4 separate regions of the Mus musculus genome follow, and regions 2, 3 and 4 are each linked to region 1. A link is a contact called in public promoter capture Hi-C data. All regions are on one chromosome and are shown on one strand. The core of a region is the stretch at or near the end of the contact, and the rest is flanking DNA. Distances in the headings are between cores, read along the strand shown.

Region 1 (5,850 bases), core at 428-2,927:
AAGTCAAGCATCTGCTTTCCTGTATAGAAACTCCCTAAGTTGCTGTGAGGTCCATCTGAGGTGAAGGCTCATCATGTGCTACAGATGAATGTTCTATGTTAGAATTGTGCCATAGGAATTCTACCCCTACATTCTTTTCAAATTCATCCTTGTTGCCTTCTATGGGCTGCTAGTTTCTTGTCTCATCTGCTATCCACTTCATATTGATCTCTCCTTCACTCATAGCTCATCCCTCTCATTCTGTCTGCCCCAACAGTTAACAGTGCATATGTACTCCTCATCCTGAAACCCCCAATAGCCACATGACTTGGATGTGGTGGGACTTCACAGTGGTTGACCTGCTCTCACATTCCCAGTCCTGTGCACACCCACAACTGTCTTCTCTCCATTTCCTCCAAACTCACCACTTCCTTTATGCCTTAGTGATTTACTCTGTTCTTGTCTCTTGACCTAAAATGGTTCCTATTTATTCTACCTCCTACTTAAAACTTCCCTTCTCTTGTGAAGCCCAATCTGCACCCTCTGACAAACCACTCTGCTCTTGTGAAATGTAAGTAACCACTTATCATGGTATCTTCTACATACCATGCACCCCGCTGAGGTTAAGGAGTGGCAATGTTGTTAATCTCTGACTCTTATAATTTCACCTGGCTAAAAGAGTAAACAGTAAAGGTTCACTGAAAGAGTGCACAAAAGTCTATAATAATTATAAGATATAAAATGTAACATCATTAGATTTGATTGTTAAGACTACTTTTTCCTGATATCAGCTATAAATTTGTTTTCATCCACCTATATATCACAGTACTTCTTGCATCCCTTAAGTGATAGCCAAATGAAGCTTGCATGTCACATCACTGAGTCTTATCACTAGACTGCCAAAACTAAATGAGATCTTTGATGAGAATAAGGAAGAAAGTGCATGTACCTAAAGATTACACAGTGCTAAGTTCTGGTCTGTTCTAAAGTTCCAGCTGTTATGGAAAATTCTAGGTAAATGCTAATTCATATAACCCTATGGCACATAGTCAGCACTTAGTTCCTACTACCAAGCAGTCTGGAAAGTACTGGCCTGAGCATCACTTTGGGCATTAAGACATAGCTATCACCCAGGACTGTAGGGAAGCTGCCTCCCAAAAGAAAGCAAAAGAGATAATGGGAGAGAGAGAGAGAGAGAGAGAGAGAGAGAGAGAGAGAGAGAGAGGGAGAGAGAGAGAGAGAGAGAGATAGATATCTTCAGTCTGTGTGGTTCTCATGAGGAAAGACAAGAGCCAATTTAGAAGGCATAGATGAACTACAGGTAAAAGATTTCACAGTATAAGGTTCTAGAAATGTAAACCCTCTGCATGCTAAGAGAGACAGAGTAATCCTGTGAGTGTCTAGAAGATGATGAGGCACAGTGATTTTCCTTCCTTCATTGTCCCCTTTTATCACCTGATCCCAAAAGAATGGTCCCACCCAGCAACACCCTCATTTCCGCACTGCCACTAGGGTCTTTCTAATGTTTCTTGGTGCACATTACATTCTCTTCTCTCCCCAAATCTTGATCTTTGCCTCAGGTGCACAGGCTGTACAATACCTCAGGCTGTCTCCCTAGTGCCCTGCATCTCAAGCTTGGAGATGCATAAAGACATGGAAAAATCACAACTCACCAGGTATGGCTCCTTTATGATGGCACTGCTATCTCAGGCTTCTCAGTAACAGATCTGGAGGTGCAAACTGGTATGCAGAAGTAGGAAATAAAGTTTCCTGCAGAAAGAGAAGGCGGAGATAAAAGAGCAAGTGATGGTAAAGATTTGAAGAAAAACAAAACAAAGCAAAAAAAAAAAAAAAAAACAAACCCCAAAGATCTACAGTTCTTCTTTTCCAGCCAGGAGTGTTATATGTTGGGCTGAGGTCTTTACAGGATTAATTTTGAAATCTTGCTTATGCAATTCTGAGTGTGAGTTAGCCACGCCCTATACCCCTGCTTCAGTATATTTCAGCTCATGGCTTCGTCTTATAAGTCTTTCATAGCTTTTCCACTCTCTGTTCTCTTCTCTGTGTTAGTTGGCATAACCCAAGTGCAATAGAACCTATCACACCCAGAGAATAAATGCTAATGAGGCCTTAGGTCATAATGAATAAAATGCGCAGAGAGGTTTCACTGAGTCTTGTGTGTTGCTTTCAAAGTGTTGTGAATTGGAATCTGGTTACAAATCTCGCTTAAATAAAGCTTTCTAATGAAGGAAAGATTTACACTGGGACCTGAGAGTGGATCTTAGGAAACCACGAGATGTTCTTACCACCTTCATCTCACACTATACAAATGGTCAAAATTTTGAGAATTTACACCTTAAAATCTTTATCTGCATAAGGAAAACAGAAATGATCCCTTTGTGTGAGTTTGAAAACTTCTTATCTATCTGCCAGCAATGAGTTCACGTTTTTCAGGATTTTTAGGCTGGAAGATTAGTGTGATGTGGCCTTTGGGAATCCTTTAAAGAAAATACATCACCACCTAACAGCTCTGGTATACCTGCTGTTACTATACAGGCAATTCCAGTGGACTGCTCTCAGGGATCTAGATGCTGTCAGGTGTGCAGTGGATGAAAGGACCCAACCACCTCACTAGCTCTTTTTCTGTTCTTGGAGTTTCCTCTCTCTGTGTTCTTCGTGTGTCCCCTTTCTGCCCATCTCTACCTCCTCTCTCTGCCCGATGACTCTCTCTCTTCTCTGTCTGCCTGTCTACACATCCACTTGTCTGGTTCTTTAAGTTTCCTCTCCTCTTCTCTCCCCTCCTCCAGTAAACCTTTTTTTATACAAGATCTGTTTCATGGCATAATCTCTTCAGGACACACCTTGGCATGACCCACAAAGGATACCTCCTCACAACATTATGTTCAAAACACATGCTAGCTAAGCAGTATCACATCAAAGGCATAGCTGTGGCGCTTCAGATTGCCTGGAGTAGAATAGCGATTGTCTCAAGTCTTCTGAAAACCAATGAAATGAAAATCATTTGTGCTCCCCCAAATGCTGTAAGATGACTGACACTGGATACAAGATGTTTAAAATCATGTTATCATTCTGAAGGTTAACTGAAGGTTAAGTTCTCTCAAGTGACTTAAAAGGATTCACTTGAATCCTGTTGGAGGTTAAACCATTCAAATTCAAAGTTAAGTTGGTATCCTCTGCAACTCATGTATGGCAAGACACAACCAAATGAAAATGTGGACATAACATGTCCAGAGAAGTGATAGCAAAACAAGAAAGGCTTATCAATACTTTGAAGGCACTTTGATGCTAAGGCACTTCCTTACTCTTCTGTGATGGTTTTTTTCGGTTGGTACTTTAAGAACACAAATGTTCTTGCCTCTTTTCATCAGAGATGCTTTGGGTTCACTGTGGTTTTTATGGTTGATGTGCTTCCTGTGACCTACTAAAATAAACTAGTGAGTTCTAGGATTTTACACCTTATTAGTTTAGTCACACATGATCTGGACTAATATGATACACATAGATAAAACAGTCTTTCTATTGTAATTTCTTTGTTTTTGTCTCCATAACAAAATATACATAATTTTCAAAGCTTTTGTTCCAAATAATAAAGCAAGACAACAGGCATAGAAAGTCAAAACAAGAAAGGCTAGCAACTCCAGTTTCTTGTAAAGAATTTTTTTTCTAAGATCATGAAAAGTGCCCAGATGAACGAAGAATAGACAAGACTACATAATCAAAAATAGAAATGAGGGGTTGGGGATAATGCTCAGCAGATAAAAAGCATTTTCTGAGCAAGTGTAATGATCTGTATTCAAATATTCAGCCCACAAGCTAGTGATGGTCATACAACCCTGGCAGAGTGAGGTATGGTGACTGAAAGATTGCTAGGGCTTGCTGGTTGTCAGCCTAGCTCCAGGTTCAGTAAAAGACCCTGTCTCAAGAGGATAATGTAGACAAGGTAGGACATCTGATATCTTCCTCTTACCTCCATGTGCACACACACAAGGTGTAAACACCCACATATGCATACATGCACCCACTGAACATATACACACATCAGAAAAAAAGATCATTCAAGTAGTAATTAAGTTTCAATTAAGTTTAATATAAAGGTAGCAGATTAGATGTTTCTCTTTCTTTCATTCAAACAAACTTTGAGATGAAAGATGTGAAGTCAGAAACTTTACTTTTTTACTTGCAAATGAAAAACAGTGTCAAGTGACTTAATAGGACTTATGCAAACCAATGTTAAGGAACTAATTCCTTGTCCTTTCATATTTCTCATGCTCTGTGCTAGATCTGGAGCTCAGTATAGATGTCTTATCAGTAGCTTGTCATTGGGAAGAAAACTTAGCATTGATAGGGTACGATATACTGTTTGACAGGGTTAGGCAACAACAGGTAGGGAGGGAAAAGATGACATTCATATGCCACTGCATCTTTCCTTGAGTCATGATGAGTAAAACTAGCATAAAAGTGAAAACCACTAGGGTCTGGTTTTATGGCCATCACTGTAGTTTATGACATGGTGCATGGAGGGCCATGATGCTACAGGAGGAATTGCAAAATCTAGAATGCACTCTTTGTGGGTACAGCTGCATGATAAAAAACATCCAGCCCTGGATGTGGCAGAGATTCTAATTGGTAGACATTACTAGCATAACTCTGGTTAGGCAGCAGGTGATGAAAATAATGATATGGACCCTGGTTAACCACATCTAGTTGAAGTTCAAGTCAAATGGTGATGATTTTGAAGGAACCATAAACATGTGGTAGGGAGAGAAGGGGACAAGAATGTGGAAGGCAACTCATTTTTAGTTTCAGCTCAGGCATGTATCATTATTTCGGAAGCAATATATTTTGAAAGCAAAAGTTTATTTTAAAACATCAACAAAGTGACAAACCTTTATCTCTGTCACTAAGATGGGAAGACAGAAGATGCAGAAAACTAAAAACAGATGATTATGCAGCTAACTTTAAGAAAGAAAAAACTATGAGCAAATATGAATGATTTATGTCAAAAATTTTTGTAGCCTAGAGTAAATAAACAGTAGCTATAAACAAATTGCCATGAAGTGACTCAAGAAAAAATAGAAAAGTATAAAATATCTATTGAAAATTGAATTAGTCGTGTAAAATACTTAAAGCAACAACAAAAAGCCTAGTATCAGACAGTTTTACCTATAAATTCCCCCAAATGTTTAAAGAAAAGCTCATATCAATCATTTTCAAGTTCTGTCTAAAGTAGAAGAGGGAACATGTCTACATCTGTTTTCTGAAGCCAGCACTACTATGATAGCACAGCCAGACAAAGACATCACAAAAATAAACTTAGAGATCAATATTCTTCATTAATGGAGATTCAAATTATAGGAGAAAGAAAGAAAAAGGAGGAAGGAACAAAGGAAGAAAGGAACCAAAGAAGAGATACCAATGGTACATCTAGAAGATTTTGTGGCATGATCAGATGGGATTTATCCAAAGGATACAATTGTGGTTCACATTTTAATAATTGATCAATGTAATACGTGACATTGATTAACAAGAAACAAAACCAAAATATTTACATGATCATCTTGATTGACACAGGAAACACCAAATATAATATGCTTTGTGACAAAAGAAACAAAAACAAGACAAAACAAAAGAATCCAGAGAAACAGAAAGGAACTTCTTAAACATTTTTAAAGGACCTTCTTAACATTTGTTAAGATACCATAGCTAATAGTATATTCAATAGTAAAACACTGAAAGGTATCTCTGTGCAATCAGAAACAAGGATGGCCATTGTCACCAGTATTAATGCAATACTGGAAGTTGTAGCCATTCCAATTAAAATGCAGGATATGAAAATACATTCAAATATTG
Region 2 (5,807 bases), core at 763-3,262, 160 kb after region 1:
AAAGACCAGAAATACCTCACACTATAACTGGTTCCTGCTGACTTATAATGGATGAAATTCTATTTTATTTTATTGCATTTCTCCAACTTTCCTATATTAATTATATAAAAATAATTTTAATGGTAATTATACAATGTTTCACACATCTAACACTACCGGAAATATTAACAGATATCTACTAGGTCTGAATTTGTAATACACATTAATTTCAGATTGACTATATATTTAAACATGAAGGCAAAATGGTGAAAGTGTGAGGATATAGATGACCCTCTATGATCTCAAGACAGGAAGGGTGCTCTTTAACAAGACATAGCTTCAAATCATTGCCTAATAAGCCAACTTAAAGCTAATGGTTTAAAGCTCAATTAATTATTATCATTAACAGTTATAAAGTTCATCATGTGAGCCAAGCTTAACTGGGCAAGCAGTTCTGTGGTCTTTCGCTGAACCCACTCATGAAGCACCATCTAGTCTCAGGTTAAGTGAGGCTGACTATTGGTGGGGCAATAGACATCTTAGTTACCATCTTGCAGGCTTATTTGACCTTGTCGACAAGGTGGCTGTTAGATTCCAAGAATACAGAGGCATGATGCTTGCCTCTGTGCTCAGAGCCAGCACAGCATCATTTCCATCTTTGACAGCCGGGAACAAGAGACCTAGGCTAAATTCCCATGGTCACAGGGTGATTCGGACCTACCTCCTTATGGGTTTACCTTTCAAAGATAATGACTCCCAAACCCTGAAAGCATACCAGATGGCAAAAAAAGCCTCTTAGCTTTTACGAATATTTAAGGACAAGTCAGTGGGCTAACAGAAGAATTCCTGACTTCCCAGGGGAATGTTCCAAGAAAGGAAAAGGGAAGATGCCTTTCTTTCCATTTGTACACTGGAAATTTTACTGTTTTAAATTTACCCTAGCACATGATAATGAGATAAAAGCAGTGATTAAGGTATGAGTCTGTGTCCTGGGTCTGTGGAAAATTACCACCATTCAGATACCAGAAGGAATCACCTGGGATCAGGCAAGGCACTGATCTTCAGAAGATAAGATGGAGGACTGCTGTCCTAAGGACCATCTTGCTCAGAAAGGCAGGAGGTAGGTGGTTCTAGAATGTTCCAAGTATGCTTTGGCAACATCTCTGGACAGGTAGTCTCAAGCACTCGAGCATGAGAAATGCTTTGCCATATGTGAGACCCACACTAGCCAAGCTTTGGGATCTTTTCTCATGGGCTCAGAATCCCCTTACTGGAGACTCTTCTTGATACCTAGGCTATAGTAAAACACTTACTTCCAGTAACAGAAAAACTGCAAACATTTTCAGTAAGCTTCTGCAAACCACAGAGGATGGCAACAACATCCCCTTTCTCATTTCAAATCACAAGTGACTATGAGGCAAGAGTGACCTGAGCCAAGGAAACATGCCTAAAGATAGACAGTTCCAGAACCTCCAACCAAGAGCAAGAGGCAGGTTGGCAGCAGATGCTTGAAGAATAACACAAAGCGGAGAGCAAGATTCAAAAAAAAAAAAAAAAACCACACACACACACGCACAGAAGCAGCAGAGACTGTCACTAACTAACAATTTATATTTTACCATGAAATAAACTTTAATATAAAACAAACTTTGAAAAAATGAAGATTTAAAAACACCATGGAAGACAATATAATTCTTTTTTAAAAAATACTAAATTTGGTATTACAGGCCTGTAATCGCCATACTAAGGAGGCAGGGTCAGTCATAAAGGACTCCAGAGGTAAAGGCAGGCAGATCATCCCAACTACATAGTTAGCTCAAGCTCAGCTGAGCGACTTGTACTTGAGCTCTTGTCTCCAACAAAAGAAAACATTTAATGAAAGAAAGAGAAAGAAGGGGAGAAGGGAGAGGAGGGATAAGAAGTCAACACTCTTTCAGAAGCCCAAACCAAGAACCAAAAAGGCGTCATGCCTTGCTTTGCAGAGTGCAGTCAAAAGCAGAACTAGACTATTACTAGCATCATCAACTGCTTTCCCCAGACACTGTAGATAGCAAGTAGGATGGAAAATGTAGACAGGAAACTGAGGGAACAGATTCTGAAGAGTGTGGCACTTTGCCATCAGTGGTATGTGTTTCAGGGTCCAGCTGTGGTTTTGTATCCTCCACTTCCTCCCTCTCAGGGTGTTCATATTCTGCTGCAAACTAGGCTGGAAGGATGAAGTGGAGTCTGGAATTGGCAGGATCTTAGTCCAGCTGGGCATCAGTCGGGGGTAGGGAGCTTCTCTGAGGATCTTCAATGAAGGATGGAGTTCTACAGGATCCCAGTCTGGTTGGGAGTGACGGGGTGGGACACAGGGTGAGGCTGTTCTAGGATCTTAAAAGTTACAGGCCTTTTAGACAAAGGCCTTCTCTGACAATCTTCAATTAAACAACTCTTAGCTTGTGTGCATACCTTTACGCGGGGCAGATTTGTACACATGCACCTTATTTGAGGTGAACCAGGGGGTATATATGGACTTTGGAGAGTGGGAAGGCAGTTTTTTAGGGTAAATGAAAATCACTGGCTAGAGTTTAAAGTTCTGTGAATGCCTCATTTGTATGGAGAGGCATTCCAGGAAACCCAGGTATGTGCTTGGCAAGTTTTTATGGGAGCTGGGGAGTTTGTAAGTCTGCCAGGGACTACTTCATCTTCCCAAGGTAGAGGCTGTGGGGATACCCAGACAAAGTCAGGGAAGGGGAAGCCCTACTGGTAAAGGAAGTTCTCCATTTTTCACCAAGCTCAGATAAGCCATCCAGTCATGATAAACTTTGACCTTACTTTGTGCTTCACTTCCTCTGCTTTCTTCCTCTCAGGGTATCCAGATGCTGCTGCACACAAGGCTGGAAGGATGAAGTGGAGTCTGGAATTGGCAGGATCTTAGTCCAGCTGGGAATCAGTGGAGGGTAGGGGGGCTTCTCTGAGGATCTTCAATGAAACAGCTCTCTGAGACAATTTTAGCTTGTGCATATACCTTCATTCAGGGTGGGCTTATACACTTACACTTTATTCAGGGTGAACCAAAGGTTATATAGTTTTAGGGAAAGGGGATGAGAATGTCCAAAGTGGGCAAATTTCATTGGCTGAAGGCTAAGGCTACTGAGATGACTCAGTTAACATGGAGAGTCATTCCAGAAGTCTCAGGTGAAGGATTACATGACATTCCTCAGGTAGTCAATGTGGGGTCTGGAATCTCCCAGGTAGAGAAGAGGAAGCCCTGATGACAAAGGGAGTGTCATTTTGCACCAAGCTCGGGGCTTTCCAGTAACATCAGACTTCAACCTTAGTAGCAGGGTTTCCTCCCAGCCATCAAGTCTGATGACCTAAGTTCAAATTCTATGGTGAAAGACTCTTGCCAGTTATTCTTTGACCTACACACAACACATCACATCACATCATATCATTCAAAGAGAGCACACATTAAAAATAGAAAATTTAGCACACACACGTTGACAATAACCAATAACTCTTTATAACAGTAGAGAAGTCATAGTTGATACTGAAAAACTAGCCAACTACCCAGGGATGCTGAAGCCATGGATCTCAAAGGAAAACCTACAACTGCAACCTTACTAAACCAGCATAATCCCTAATATTAAAAATATTTGTCCTTCTACACACAAGTGTAGTCCTCACCTCTCACAAAGGAAACTTCTTTTTGCAACAAAAGGAGATCATTACAGAAAATAAAAAAAAAAAACAATTAAAATGCAGAGTTGTGGAGCCCAGTATCAACTGATACATCTACAGTACAATTCCTGACCCTAAGACTCAGAGATCATTGCAGAAGAGGGATCAGAAAGATGCAGAGGAACAGTGATTTTACTATAAGATGCTGTCTCTTAAGAATGTGAGAAACTACACCAACAAAGTTCTAGTAGACAGAGATGATGAAGATAGAGATAAAGAGATAGATGATGAGATAGATAGATAGATGATAGATAGATAGATAGATAGATAGATAGATAGATAGATAGATAGATAGATGATGGATTAGTAGATAGATAAATTAGTAGATAGATTAGTAGATAGGTTAGTAGATAGATAGCAGATAGATAGTCAGGGCTACACAGAGAAATACTTGTCAGGTGTACCCAAGTCTTGATGACCAGGGAGCCTTCACTTTTACAAGAGGATGTTATCTGAAGTCTTACCTAGCTATCAGTCCAATATGGAAGAGAAAAAAATACTTATCTGGCACTCAAAAAAATTCAATGAATAGACTCCCTTGCATTTCTTTTTGAAGATAAAAATTTTGATGATATACTACCCCTAAATGAAGTAGATATGCAAGCTTAAAAGGACACAACATGGCTAATACATACAGGGCTAACGCACAGAGACTATGACTCCATACACAAAACATGCACAAATTCAAACCAAAGAAAATTCCACCAAGAAGGAGAAATAGGCACATAGTCCCATCCCCAACTAAGAAACTATTTGAAAATGATAGCTTCTGAGAAAGGTAAAATTAGTTTTCTCTAATGGACTATCACTGGGTATATCAACCACACTCCAAGGCAGGCTCCATGTCCAGGAGTAGTTGGCTAACACAAAAATGGACTGCATATTTTTTATGCACTTTTTGTTTTCTGTTTGCTTGGTTGTTTTGGTTTGGTAATTTTTTGACTTACTGGTTTTTGTTTGTTTGGAGGTTTGTTTAAAAAAAAAAACATGGAGTTGGATGGGTAGGGAGGTGAGGAAGATCTGGGAGGATTTATGGAAGAGGAAAGAATGTGAGCAAAATATATTGTACAAAAAGAATTTATTAAAAGAGAAAAATAATTAGCCCAGACTAGAAAGGCATCAAAAAGAAATAGCAGTACAGATAAACAATCAACCTCAACACAGATTAGGACATTGCTGAGACTTAATAAATTATACAATTCAAGACCTGGACAGTATTTGTAATGTTATAAAGATGTGTTCTTCTGTTATAAATGTTCTAATCAAAAGGTTCCCCAAAACCATAAGCTATAAACATATGTGCCCATGCTTCTGTGTGTGTGCCTCTGTGTGTAGGTGTATACATCAGAATGAGGTTTAGAGTTCTTGGGCCCCGTTCAGTTCTAACAGCTTACAAATTTGAATCTGCATTTCTGTCAAGTGTGAGTATTACCACTAATATAATGCAACCCAGACCACCCTGGCTACGTGAATACCTAAGTCCTACTTTCATTTGTTGAGAGGGTGAAAAGTCAAGGCTGTGAGGTGCTGCACACCTCATATTTCTCTAACAGCATTATAATCATTTACTCTAAAATACACTCATATTAACTTTGACATACTTAGACCCAACACACTGAAGGACAGTGATGCACCTTTAAGAAACTTGCAAGCTTTGGGGCTACGGCTTCCCACAAAGAGGTAAGCAGTCAATGTTTTGCAAGCAAAGCAGGAAATATGTTGAAAGTCATAACCACAGCAAAACTACCACATCAGGCTAAGAAATGTCCTCTAAATATGAAGATAGCACTTACCATCAAGGACTCAGAACCAAATTTCATGGCCTGTAGAGTAATCATCTAATCCAGTAGTTCTCAACCTGCAGATCATGATCCTTCAGGAGTTGCGTATCAACATTAAATTCAAACCAGTAGCAAAATTGCAGTTATGAAGTAGCAACAAAATAATTTTATGTTGGGGGGGGTCACTTCAACATAAAGAATTGTACTATTAAAGGATTGCTGCATTAAGAATGTTGAGAACCACTGATAACCCAAAATGGAGTTTTATGTTTGGCAATTTATTACAGAAAAAAAGCAAAGAACCACTACACCTCACTTCTA
Region 3 (5,241 bases), core at 572-3,071, 130 kb after region 1:
ATGTAAACCTTTCCAGGTACTGGAAGCTTCATTTGGTGATAAGAGATGTACATCTGGGATTCTGTCTTCCCGTTATTTGGCAATTTTATTTAGATCAACTTAATATGTGTATATATTTTGGGGAAATTCTACTATATTAGGTTTCCATATGGCCTCCCAAATAACCCTTAGCTGTTGATGTCCATCCCCATATCACTCCTCAATTCCCTCTTCCCTCCCCCCTCCACATTTGATCCTCCTATTCCAGCCCAGCCCTCATCCATCCATACCTGTCCATTATATTTCCCCTTCCTAGAGTAATCCATCCCTTTCCCATACTCCCTTACTCTATACAAACCTCTTTGGTTATATGGATTATAGCCTGATTATCAATGATTTAACAGCTAAATTCTCATCTACCTGAATACCTACTATATTTGTCTTTGTGTGCCTGTGTTACCTCACTCAGGCTGATTTTTTTCTAGCTCCTTCTGTCTGAAATTTTCATTTTTAATGGCTGATTTGTACAATATTCTATTGTGTAAATTTATCACATTTCCTTATCCATTTATTTGTTGATGAACATCTAAGTTGTTTCTATTTCTGACTATTATGAATAGAGCAGTAATGAACATGGTTGAGCAAGTGTCTCTATAATATGATGAAGAGTTCTTTAGATATATGCCCGAGAGTGGAATAGTTGAATCTTGAGATAGACTGATTCCCAGCTTCCTGAGAAACCACCACACTGATTTTCACTGTGGTTGTACAAGTTTTTGCCCTTCCACCAGCAATGGATGAGAGTTCCCCTTACTCACATACTCAGCAGCATGTTGTTCTTAGTACCTGTGCTATCACCTTCTGTTCAGAAAGTTTTTTCCTGTGCCAGTGAGTTCAACCTATTTCCCACATTTCTATCACAGTGTATCTGGCCTGATGTTGAGGTCTTAGAAATATTTGAAGTTGAGTTTTATACAGGGTGATAAGTATGGATCTATTTGCAGTTTTCTACATGCAGTCATTCAGTTTGACTAGAATCATTTGTTGAAGATGCTGTCTTTTTCCCAATATGTATTTCTGGCTTCTTTTTTATTGAGCCAGACCCTCTGATATTCTTCATATTCTCTTCTACCTCATGCACCTGCCATTAGCCAAAGTGGACAGTATTAGACCCAAGACTCAAAGAGGTGTAGAAAGGTGTTGGGCTCTGCACTCATGTGACCATGTCTGGCCAGTGCATACATAAACCAAAAGTATCAAGAAGGAAAGGGGAATCTACAGCCATATTACCCTGAAAATAGTCGATGGGGTTTTTTTGTATGATTTCTTTATTTGTTTTTTGTTGTTGTTGTTCTTCTTCTTGTTTTTGAGACAAGGGTTACTATGTAGTCCTGACTGTCCTGGAACTCACTAGGAAGACCAGGCTGTCCTGGAGCTCACAGAAATCCTCCTGCCTCTGCCTGTTTAATGCTGATTATTAAAAGCATACACACCATTCATATCAGAAAAACAAGGGAAAACAGCCTGTATTGTGCTCTCTCGTGCCAGATATCATGAGAGAAAAACATTCCTTGAGGGTTGGTGGGGAAAGGATTTGGGAGCAGAAGAAAGGTATGTGGAGCAGTTAGAGTACAAATAGAAATAACTTAGATATAGATCTCCAAAGAGAGGGGATGCCTCTGGAGGTCCTCATTCATTAGCCAGATGATTTTGAGGAACAGGATATGAGTTCTGGTTTAGACCTTTCCATTTGCAATCTTTAGAAGGGGGAGGCTCCTCACTGACCACAAGAACTCTATGACTAGCCCTACATTTACACGCCCACACACATCAATTGCTCCATGAGTCCTAGGAACAGCTCATTGTCACACACAGAGTTCAACTCAACTCCATCCAACCCCTCCCTACACAATTCTTGTAGGGCAGAGCTACCTCTGAGAAGACTGGAACTTTACTGGAACTGGAGCAGAGAGGAAAGACAGAACACTTTAGTGAACTTGGACCCCAGGAATTGGCCACTGGTGAGCACTGTAGTGCTTCATAGGCAGCCAACCATAAAAAAGAAGAACTTTACACCATTCTTGTCATTCTGAAAGACTATAAAACCAGAGTCTAATCTCCATCATCATACAGGAAGCCAAGAACTTCCTACTAGGTTGGGACCTTGAACCTTGAATTCATAAAGATCCTCAAAGGCCCAGAAACAAAGTCTGTGTGGACAAAATACTCTGGAAACACAGTAAGTGATGTTTGTCATTTCTATGCCGCCAGGTACTGTGAAAGGCAATCTTAAGTTATGAGTGCAGTTCTGGGATCTTCAACATTGGATAATGCTTTGAGAACCAGATGGAGCCTATGTAGCCCATTGTTGCATCTGTAAAGCAGTTAATACTTGGGAAATGATGACAATGCTGGACGTATTATTAAGGCTGGATGCTCAGTGATATTGAGGAATTTGTTATCGATGATTAATTAAGAGAGTAAACCAGCATAAAGAGACAAGAAATGCCTTCGTGGAAAGTTATTTTTATAGTTGTCTTTATGAAACTTCGCCAAATAGCAACAAAATGCAACATATAAAGAAATGGTAACAAGAGACTATATGTTAGTAAGAAAAATCATTGCAAATGCAAGAGTGACAAAATTCTGAACCAATTTCTTAAGAGTAAAACTAAAATTACAAAAATGGGACTACTGTCTTGGAGAAGGAGAAAATTCACCCTCAAGAAGTAGCAAGTAGATGGAATTTTAGACTGCAATTGTTGTATTCTAACATGGTGTATGTTGGTTTTATGATGAAAAGAGATGTGTAGGACTGACACTAACAAATACCTATTTTGCTTTAATTTCATGAGTTGGAGAGAGAAGGGACAACTATAAATTTTCAAAGAACAAGAAACCCTTAGATTTTCATAGACAGTTTGCCTCTGTACAACAAATAGCAAGAAGCTCTAGGATACTGAAGGAATTATGTAGCAATGGCCTTGCATTAGGATGCATGAGAGACAGGACTGGGTTATTCAGTGAGGAAGGCCTAAGTAGTAAAATGCTAGAAAGTGAACAATACTGGCCTCTCCCTAAAAACGAAAACCATGGTTGGTACTATTTGTTGATATCTATGGTAGAAACTTGCAAGTTGACATGTGTGCAGAGTGAACAGATGCACACAACTGACTCTTTGAGCCACAATAATCATCTGGCTTCCCCTTGGGCCTGGATACTTCTTATCATCTCTTCCCAGACACTTCACAAATGAGCAGGCTACAGGACACTAGTAGAGTCCAGGCTATGGGGATCTACATGAGCACTGTGCAAGGCACCTGGGGCAGACTTCTACAAGAAACTATTCACAGGCCTGGGAAGGTCAATGGCAAAATGGGCCTTTGCTTTCTCCTCCAATCACAGCCCAGGTCATGTCTCCTTAGCAGCGGTGTGCCCCGCAACTGCTACAACCTGAAAGTTTAGAGAGAACAGATAGCGCTGAGGTTTCTCAGTAGGCAGGTGGCTGTGGAACACAGCACCTGACAGTGCTGAACTCAGCCTGACTTCACTTTGGCTAGAGTTCCACAGGAACTGGGCTCCTGAGGATCACCTTGCCCCACATGATATTGCTCCCCAACTTCAGTTGACTCTGTACTAGAGCTGTCAGCTATCTAGGAATCCTGGGTGCCAAGCTGAATGTCTGCCTTCTTCAGCACTAGCATGAACAGCAGGAAGTAGAAATCTCTGCCTCAATCATTCCTGACTGCCACCCAAGTTTCCCCAGTGAGAGCTGACAGGGAAGACATGGAGGAGTAAACACAGGAACAGAGCTGATAGGAAATGAAGGGACCCCTCTTGACACTTCAGCAGAATATTTCCTCCTTTTCCAATGTGCCTTAATGTTCAAAGACCACTGCTCCAGAACAGTCTTTGTAATCAGGAAACATTTACTAAAGAGCCCAGAAGGGATAGCACAGAAGCCCAGGGTGATCACAGATTGATGGTGCAGGTGCAGCATAATTAGCTGAAAGGTATTTGAGTCAAATACTACAACTCTGATCAATAGCAACATACTGAACATTTTCCTTTATTTTACAATTAGGTTTTATTTCACATGTGCCACTTCTGCATATTTAAAGATATGCAGGGGACATTTCAGTACAAGGGCAGAGTAATGGGAAGTCAACCCTGGGTACCTCAGAAATCTGCCTTAGCTGTTTGGAAATATTCAAATATATCTTATCAACCATAGTCACCTTGCTGTGCTATAGAGCATGAGAAGAGTCATGCTGTCCAGTTTCAGCCCTGTCCTGTTTATTGTCCTCTCTCCTTCCAAACTCTCTCCACCCTTCTTCCAAACTCTATTCAAGACTCTGTCTGTAACCACTACTTGACTTTCCATTTCTGTGAGACAAGCTTTCTAGAGATTTTATAGCATGATTCACATGGAAGAACTGTCATTGACAATCAAGAAAAATCACTTTCTATGTTACCTATGAAGAAACCCAGTAAGGAAAGAAGGAATACAGACATTGTGGTCAGAACTTCTGCTAATGGCAGGTGTTAGAACAGGACCACTGTGTGACAGCCGGGTCTCTGATAGTCACTGTCTGTGGGTAGAGGGTTATTTTTCACATTGCTTCATAGCATCTTTTCAAGGTAAGCATTCATTAATCTCCCCTGTTCCAGATGGGGAACTTAGACTAAAAAAGCAGATTGATTATCTAAGGTCACACTGCTATTATGTTACAACAAAGCTCATATTTCCCCTCTTGAGGGATTCTTCAAAAAGTTAACTGGAAATAATTCATGTACAAACATACATGGTGTGAAAGTAGTCCTACAATGGCAAGCTATCTATTGACCTTTTGTTTATCTCAAGGCAATCCTGATTTAAGATGATAATATAATAATAATAATAACAATAATAATAATAATAATAATAATAAACAGTAACTTAGAGCCCATTTCAGCAGAGTCTCAGTTTTTATCTAGCTCCTGTGTGCTGTCTCCTGTTGGATACAGGCGTCTCTTACTCCCTGAGCCCATTTTCCATTTCTGTCTCCAGGTCATGTCCTCCTCCTAGCTGTCTCATGGTGCTTACTAGGGCAGTTGAGTTAACTGTAAATCTATCTGTTCCATATAAAGGCCATGTGATAGGGATCAGCCTAAACCAAACAACCAACGTGGTACCTTGTGTCTCAACCTATAGCTATAGTTGTCCTACTAGGAATTTTCTTGATCAGGAATAGTGATCTTGGAGCACCATGATTTTTACAT
Region 4 (5,633 bases), core at 3,127-5,626, 170 kb before region 1:
TTTGGGGCTTATGTTCTTGGCTTTTTTTCTGCATCCCCTTACTGTTTCACAAATATTGTAAACTTTTTGGTTGTTGTAGTTCTGTGATAAGTATGGATGGAATTCACATTGTGCCAAAATGTGAACTATTCTTCATAATCCTATTGACAAATCTGAGGGATTTTTCACATGGTAAATAGCTCTGGAATCTGATTTCATGTTATATATTTTTAGGAGTTTTCTTTAGATTGTTTTGAATCTACATTGCAAATTTAACATGCCCAACATCCTTTTTTCTTTTTTTTTTTTAAACATCTCTTTAATGGTGTTGTTTAGAGTTATATAAATGGGTAAAGATATTCTACATAAGTATTCATTTAGCAAACTATACTAAGTGTCTGAAGCTGAAAATGATGGGAATAATGTACAAATCTATAGAAAGGGGACTTTAGTGACACAGAATACATTGTTAGGGTCACATAAACAATATCTTACTAAGTATGACTTAATTCAGAAAACAAAAAGAGTAAAACTAAAACATGGTTCAGAATTGAACATTGAATCTGGATGTGACATGGGATTGTGTATTAGCAATAAACTCTGATAGCAGTAGATTGAGATTTTCCACAGATACCAGCCAAAATTAGTTAAAACCATGTTATGTTATATTTGATGTAAAATTGCACATATTTAATATATGTGTTCTGATACATTTTAATATAATAACTATACCCAAGGAACCCCACTGTACCAAGTTCTCAAGAAAATGACAGAATTGCCATGGAACCTAGCAATCTTAATCAGTGTGTTTTCCATGCACTTAAAATTAGTTTTAAGAAGTACCAGAATTCTCATGTTCATTGCAATTGTATTCATGGTGGTCTAACTATGAGAATAACTCAATGTTCATTTGTTGAAGACAAGCTGGGTGCCTCAAGGGGACATTGTGCTAAAGGAAAGAAGACAATAGCAGTGGTTAAAGGATTATGCACTTGTAAAGACTCTCACAGTCTGTGTTGCATTTGGTCATAAAACAGCATGTAATTGCAGCTTAAGCAGTGTCAACCCACTTCTTTCTCCCATCTCATTTTGAACTTTAGTGCACTCTTATAGTCAGTTGGATATGAGAGCTGCAGCCATCTTATCTACATTACAGGTAGCCATAGAAAATAAGGGGCAGAAAGCACAGAATCTAGCTGAAGCAATCTTCTCCAAAGGGTTTGTCTAATGTTCTTTTAGAACATTATGTGGAGAAGAGAAATGAAATATCAAGCTTTTTGTAGCAAGAGTTATGATAGAGATGAGAGGCAAACAGTTATACACTAAAAATGCAGAAAATGTCTTTATTTGGATGTTATGAGAGTTTTCCGCCATTAGTCATACTGCATGAAAAAGTAAAAACTCACTGACCATTTTGTTTGATTTTAAATACTGACGATAAATTCCAGTTGAACAAACATAGTTTGTAATAGTTTTAGATAACAGACTTACCTCTTTGTTTTCTCTGGGTTAAATAACTTATATGGTAACACTTTCATTTTTGCTTTGGAGAATGTGTTTAAACATTTAACATTTTTTATACATCAGTTTACTTGTGCTTAATGTATAATATAATCAATGTAGCAATTTTGTATAACATCACATATTTATTTCTACTATTTGAATAGTTATTAAAACATTAGTTTTTCTTAGAAACAACCAAGAGTATTCCTTTGGAAGGAAATGAGCAAAAATCTCTGTAATTCCACATTCCAAACTAGTGAAAGCTAACATAAGCTTTTGTTTCCTGAATGGTATATATTTCACATTGCTGAGAGCAAAACTTCTGATTTCACAAATATATACTGGACCCAAGGTGAGCTTGTAATGAGCTTGTATTGCAGGTTATTTGATCACATTGTGAACCCCCAGACTGTCTAATATACTTAAAAAAAAAAAAAAAGCTGTTTCTAATTGTGGTGTGGCTCAGCCCTTAGTACACAACTTTGCTACCAAACGATGAAGGTAAAGTTAGTTTTAGAGGTAAGCACTCGTGTTTGAAAGTGACGTCTTATTGACAAAATGATGAGTCAGAGAAAGATCTGACAGAATATGAAAAATCCAACTCTCAAGAAAAGACAGAGGAATAAGAGAAAGCATCACAGAGGGTGAGAGGAGAAGGCAGTTTTACCAAAAGAGTTTTATGGAGACCGGTTAAAGAGAGAACAAGCTAGACAGAGGTGAAGAGAGGACAAGCCAGAGAATGAGGAGCCAGAAAATAAGAATAGACTGCTAGAGTTCTTTTGAGGCTGAGTACAACAATTCAGTCAGAAGTGAAAGAAACTAGTTTGAATCAGCTAGCATGAAGAGATTTTGAGCCAGAACAGCTGAGTTGACCAGCCAGCTAGAGTTCAGAAATAAAAAGAAACGGTGAGTTTATTCAGCAGTTAAGTAAGTCATTCTAGACCTAGATAAGATTGTACCCAGGCTAGAAACTTTCAGGACTAGGTCTAGGTTATCAGAATGAGGAAGTAAGCCTCCAAGATGATGTTTTCACCCTCCTGTGTAATGATCACCGTCTACAAAAACAGAATGAGTACTGTATCTGTCACTGTCATACTGTCCCTGTCTTCACTATTTCCCTTTTCTTTGTTCATTATTGCTTCCCTTCTTCTTTGCATTTTCATTTAAGCAATGTTGAATTAAGGGTTTTTGTTTTGGTTTGGTTTGGCTTGGTTTGGTTTGGTTTGGTTTTTGTTTTTTTGAGACAGGGTTTCTCTATATAGCCCTGGCTGTCCTGGAACTCACTCTGTAGACCAGGCTGTCCTCCTACTCAGAAATCCACCTGCCTCTGCCTCCTGAGTGCTGGGATTAAAGGCGTGCGCCACCATGCCCGGCTTGAATCAAGTTTTTAATTGAAGATAGATTCTTCTCTCATACAATATATCCTGACCACTGTTTCCCCTACCTACACTCTCCTAGCTACCCCCACCATTTCCTATCCTCTTCTCCCTAAGATCCAACCCCCCATCCCCATTTCCTCTTCAGAAAGGAGCAGATATCCAAAAGAGAACAGTCAAACATAACAACACAAGATAGAAAAAGACAAGGTGAAAGTCTTCACATTGAGGTTGAACAAGGCAACGTGATAGGAGGAAAAGTGTCTCATGATCAAGCAAAAGAATCAGGGTTACACCTTCTCCCACTGTTAGGAGTCCCACAAAAACACCAAGCTAACAGCTATAACATATTAGCAGAGCACCTGGCACAGATCCATGCTGGCTCCATGATTGCCATTTATGTCTCTGTAAGGGTCCTAGAAATCCAGGCAGTGTTAGGCATGGGTTCCCTTTCATGTCAAGTGCCTCATGTTAAACCAGACACTACCAGTAAAGTGATATTGAAAAGAAAAAAGAAAAAAAAGATGCAAAATTTAAGGTCATGGATTCTTCCTCTGTGATTTCAGTTCTGCACTGTTCCAGCCATCTATGTTTGACAGACTTAGAGCCTGAGTGAGGAAAGTTACTGTGAGAGTACATTGCAGAAACCTGTGAGGATGAAACCTGAGTTGCATTTTGAGACCACAAGATGTTGAGATACCTAAGCTATGAGACACCTGCCACGGAGAGGTGTATACAGGGAATGGAAAAAAACTATCCAAGAGGTGCATGAGAGGTTGCAGGGATGAGACAATCTAAGCCTTTTAAAACTGAGGCCCGATGTGTCTGAGGCAGGTCTGCAGGATTTGTTGTTTGCCCTACTGTGTTTCTGGCTTTAGTCCAGTCTTTCCTCATTATGTACACATTCCTCTATATTGGAATGGGAAGGGATATTCTGTTCTGTTATATGTTGGAAAGATATAGCTTGATTTCTGATTTTATAAGATGGGACAATCAAGAGATTGTCTTAAGTGTCAGAAGAGACTTTGGACATTCAAAGAGTGTATGGGCTGCTGCAGACTATTAGGATCATTGAAGCTAAACTGAATGCATTTTCATCATGGATGACCATGAGCCTATAGTGGCCAGGGTCAGAATGTAGTTGATTGAATCAGAAAAGCTCCCAGACAGGGTGATATTTTTGAACACTTATCTCTTCTTTTTGGCTTTCTTTGGGGGTCTTATAATGTTAGGGTACAAGAATCATTGAAGGAAGACCTCAGACTCAAGTAGCATGCAAAAACAAAGATCATTTTATTCTGCAGAATTCTAGCATGCAGGGGTCTACTATTCAATAGGATGGAGACAGACATGTAAATTTTGCAAGCTCAATTTAAAGCCAATTAGGGGAATACCAGGGAGGAGTAGTTGACCTTTATCCTGATTGGTTGGCTCAATTTCCAGGGGTATGGGTGGCTTTGGGATTGGTCAGTGTTCTGGGGGAATTTTGGGAACTTTCCAGAACCATTATTCATTAACTATTCTTGGCTCAGTCTTGGCTCAGGCCTGGTGGCAGGTGCAACTCTTGGCAGCTTCTGATTGGCTGCCTGTGAGGGGTGGTTTTCCTGGAATTGACTATTTTGGACTTTTCCAGTTCTGGGAAACAGAAACTTAGGCCTAGTCTCCCAAACTGCCAGTGTGCAGCCTGTCATGGAGTCAGCCTGGCTCTGGCTGACTCAGTTCTCTCAATAGAAGCTTTTGTAGGAGGAACCTTTCTAGATTCCTTATTGGGGTTGAGATTTAAGTGTCTATAGACTCAACCCATTTCGTGTGTGTGTGTGTGTGTGTGTGTGTGTGTGTGTGTGTGTCTACTGTGTTATGGTGGAACCTGATCACTCAGTTCCTTCTCATATTGTCTTGCCTTTACCATTATAGACTCTACCTGTAAATCACATAAAACACAGTTGAAATAATTATTCAGTGCTAAACCTGGTGTTTTTAAATTTTTAATTTTGTTGGTTATGTTTCTGTTTTTGTTTTTGAAGACAAAGTTTTTTTTTTTTTTTCTCACCCTGACTATCCTGAAAATAGGTGTATAGAGTATGTGGGCCTCAAACTTAAAGGTCCTCCTGACTCTAGCTCCAGAGTGCTGGAATTAAATGTTGACCAGCATGCCTGGCTTGTTTGTTTGTTTTTATATTATTTGCTGATGGACTTGTAATGTAGGTTTTTGTAAGTGCAAACCATACGCTGCTGTATTTATTTTCATCCATGTTGTGAACTTTGAAATTTGGCAGAGAGAATATTCTATTTCTCAGGATGGCATATATTCATGACATTAATACTGCCTGAGGTTTACTGTCTGAGGTTTCTGAGACATTGGATTTTAGGTGATAACACTCTTCCTTTTTGTTGTGTTTGTTTTGACTTTTTAATGAATATGGGTATTTTGTCTGTGTGCACGAATATCCACTTAATGTAATGCCTGGTCCCCATAGTAGTCAGAAGATAGCTTCAGAATTCCTGCCCTTGGAGTAATGGATAGTTGTGAATCCCCCTTGTAAGTACTGGCAATTGAGCTCAATTATTTGCAATACCATCAAGAGCTCTTCACTGCTGAGCCATCTATCCTGTCCTATGTTGCTTGTTTAGGACCAACATTTACATTGCCAATATTTTCATCTGTCTGTTTGTGTCTGTTTAAAGATGCATCCCCTTTTAGTAAGATCTCATTACGATTAATAGTTTAAATTTGGGCACTTCAGTATTCTGAGAGATGAATATAGAACTGGAGTG

The links. Promoter capture Hi-C pulls out the DNA fragments that hold promoters and counts their contacts.
Region 2: a promoter capture Hi-C map of the HPC-7 cell line shows a contact between it and region 1. The contact joins the enhancer-like site here to the promoter of Ccr2 in region 1. A contact is called at or near these places in 20 of 39 promoter capture datasets (the 3T3-L1 cell line, 3T3-L1-derived adipocytes, the C10 cell line and 13 more), 1 of 15 datasets of contacts at CTCF or cohesin (CD8 T cells), 7 of 484 Hi-C or Micro-C datasets (CD8 central memory T cells, arterial endothelial cells, bone marrow-derived macrophages and 4 more), 5 of 115 datasets of contacts at active chromatin or transcription factors (CD8 T cells, the HPC-7 cell line, embryonic stem cells and 2 more) and 3 of 9 other capture datasets (adipose tissue, liver and pancreatic islet).
Region 3: a contact with region 1 is called in a promoter capture Hi-C map of the HPC-7 cell line. The contact joins the promoter of Ccr1 here to the promoter of Ccr2 in region 1. A contact is called at or near these places in 22 of 39 promoter capture datasets (the 3T3-L1 cell line, the C10 cell line, the HPC-7 cell line and 15 more), 1 of 15 datasets of contacts at CTCF or cohesin (CD8 T cells), 3 of 484 Hi-C or Micro-C datasets (bone marrow-derived macrophages, embryonic stem cells and nephron progenitors), 6 of 115 datasets of contacts at active chromatin or transcription factors (the 230-238 cell line, CD8 T cells, the HPC-7 cell line and 3 more) and 4 of 9 other capture datasets (adipose tissue, embryonic stem cells, liver and 1 more).
Region 4: a promoter capture Hi-C map of liver shows a contact between it and region 1, with 2.4 times the contacts expected there. The contact joins the enhancer-like site here to the promoter of Ccr2 in region 1. A contact is called at or near these places in 11 of 39 promoter capture datasets (3T3-L1-derived adipocytes, the C10 cell line, the HPC-7 cell line and 8 more), 1 of 484 Hi-C or Micro-C datasets (transition II germ cells), 5 of 115 datasets of contacts at active chromatin or transcription factors (the HPC-7 cell line, bone marrow-derived macrophages, embryonic stem cells and 1 more) and 2 of 9 other capture datasets (adipose tissue and liver).

The regions. Positions count from the first base shown.
Region 1 is chr9:124,098,010-124,103,859 of GRCm38.p6, reverse strand. It overlaps Ccr2 (chemokine (C-C motif) receptor 2), which reads right to left and starts at 1,677. Exons shown (of 3, transcript NM_009915.2): 1 at 1,653-1,677.
Region 2 is chr9:123,937,781-123,943,587 of GRCm38.p6, reverse strand. No RefSeq gene overlaps it. Among named protein-coding and RNA genes, the nearest start is that of Gm51701, 16 kb to the right of the region's middle. Within about 2 kb of position 2,012, at least 117 of the 459 cell types and tissues checked have an H3K27ac peak or open chromatin away from gene starts, as enhancers often do. A contact at or near this core is called in CD8 T cells, CD8 central memory T cells, the HPC-7 cell line and 6 more, where this site is marked.
Region 3 is chr9:123,965,272-123,970,512 of GRCm38.p6, reverse strand. It overlaps Ccr1 (chemokine (C-C motif) receptor 1), which reads left to right and starts at 1,821. Exons shown (of 2, transcript NM_009912.4): 1 at 1,821-2,218.
Region 4 is chr9:124,272,079-124,277,711 of GRCm38.p6, reverse strand. All of the region lies in intron 1 of Gm39469 (zinc finger protein 431-like), which reads left to right. Among named protein-coding and RNA genes, the nearest start is that of Gm39469, 8.5 kb to the left of the region's middle. Within about 2 kb of position 4,376, at least 17 of the 459 cell types and tissues checked have an H3K27ac peak or open chromatin away from gene starts, as enhancers often do. A contact at or near this core is called in liver, where this site is marked.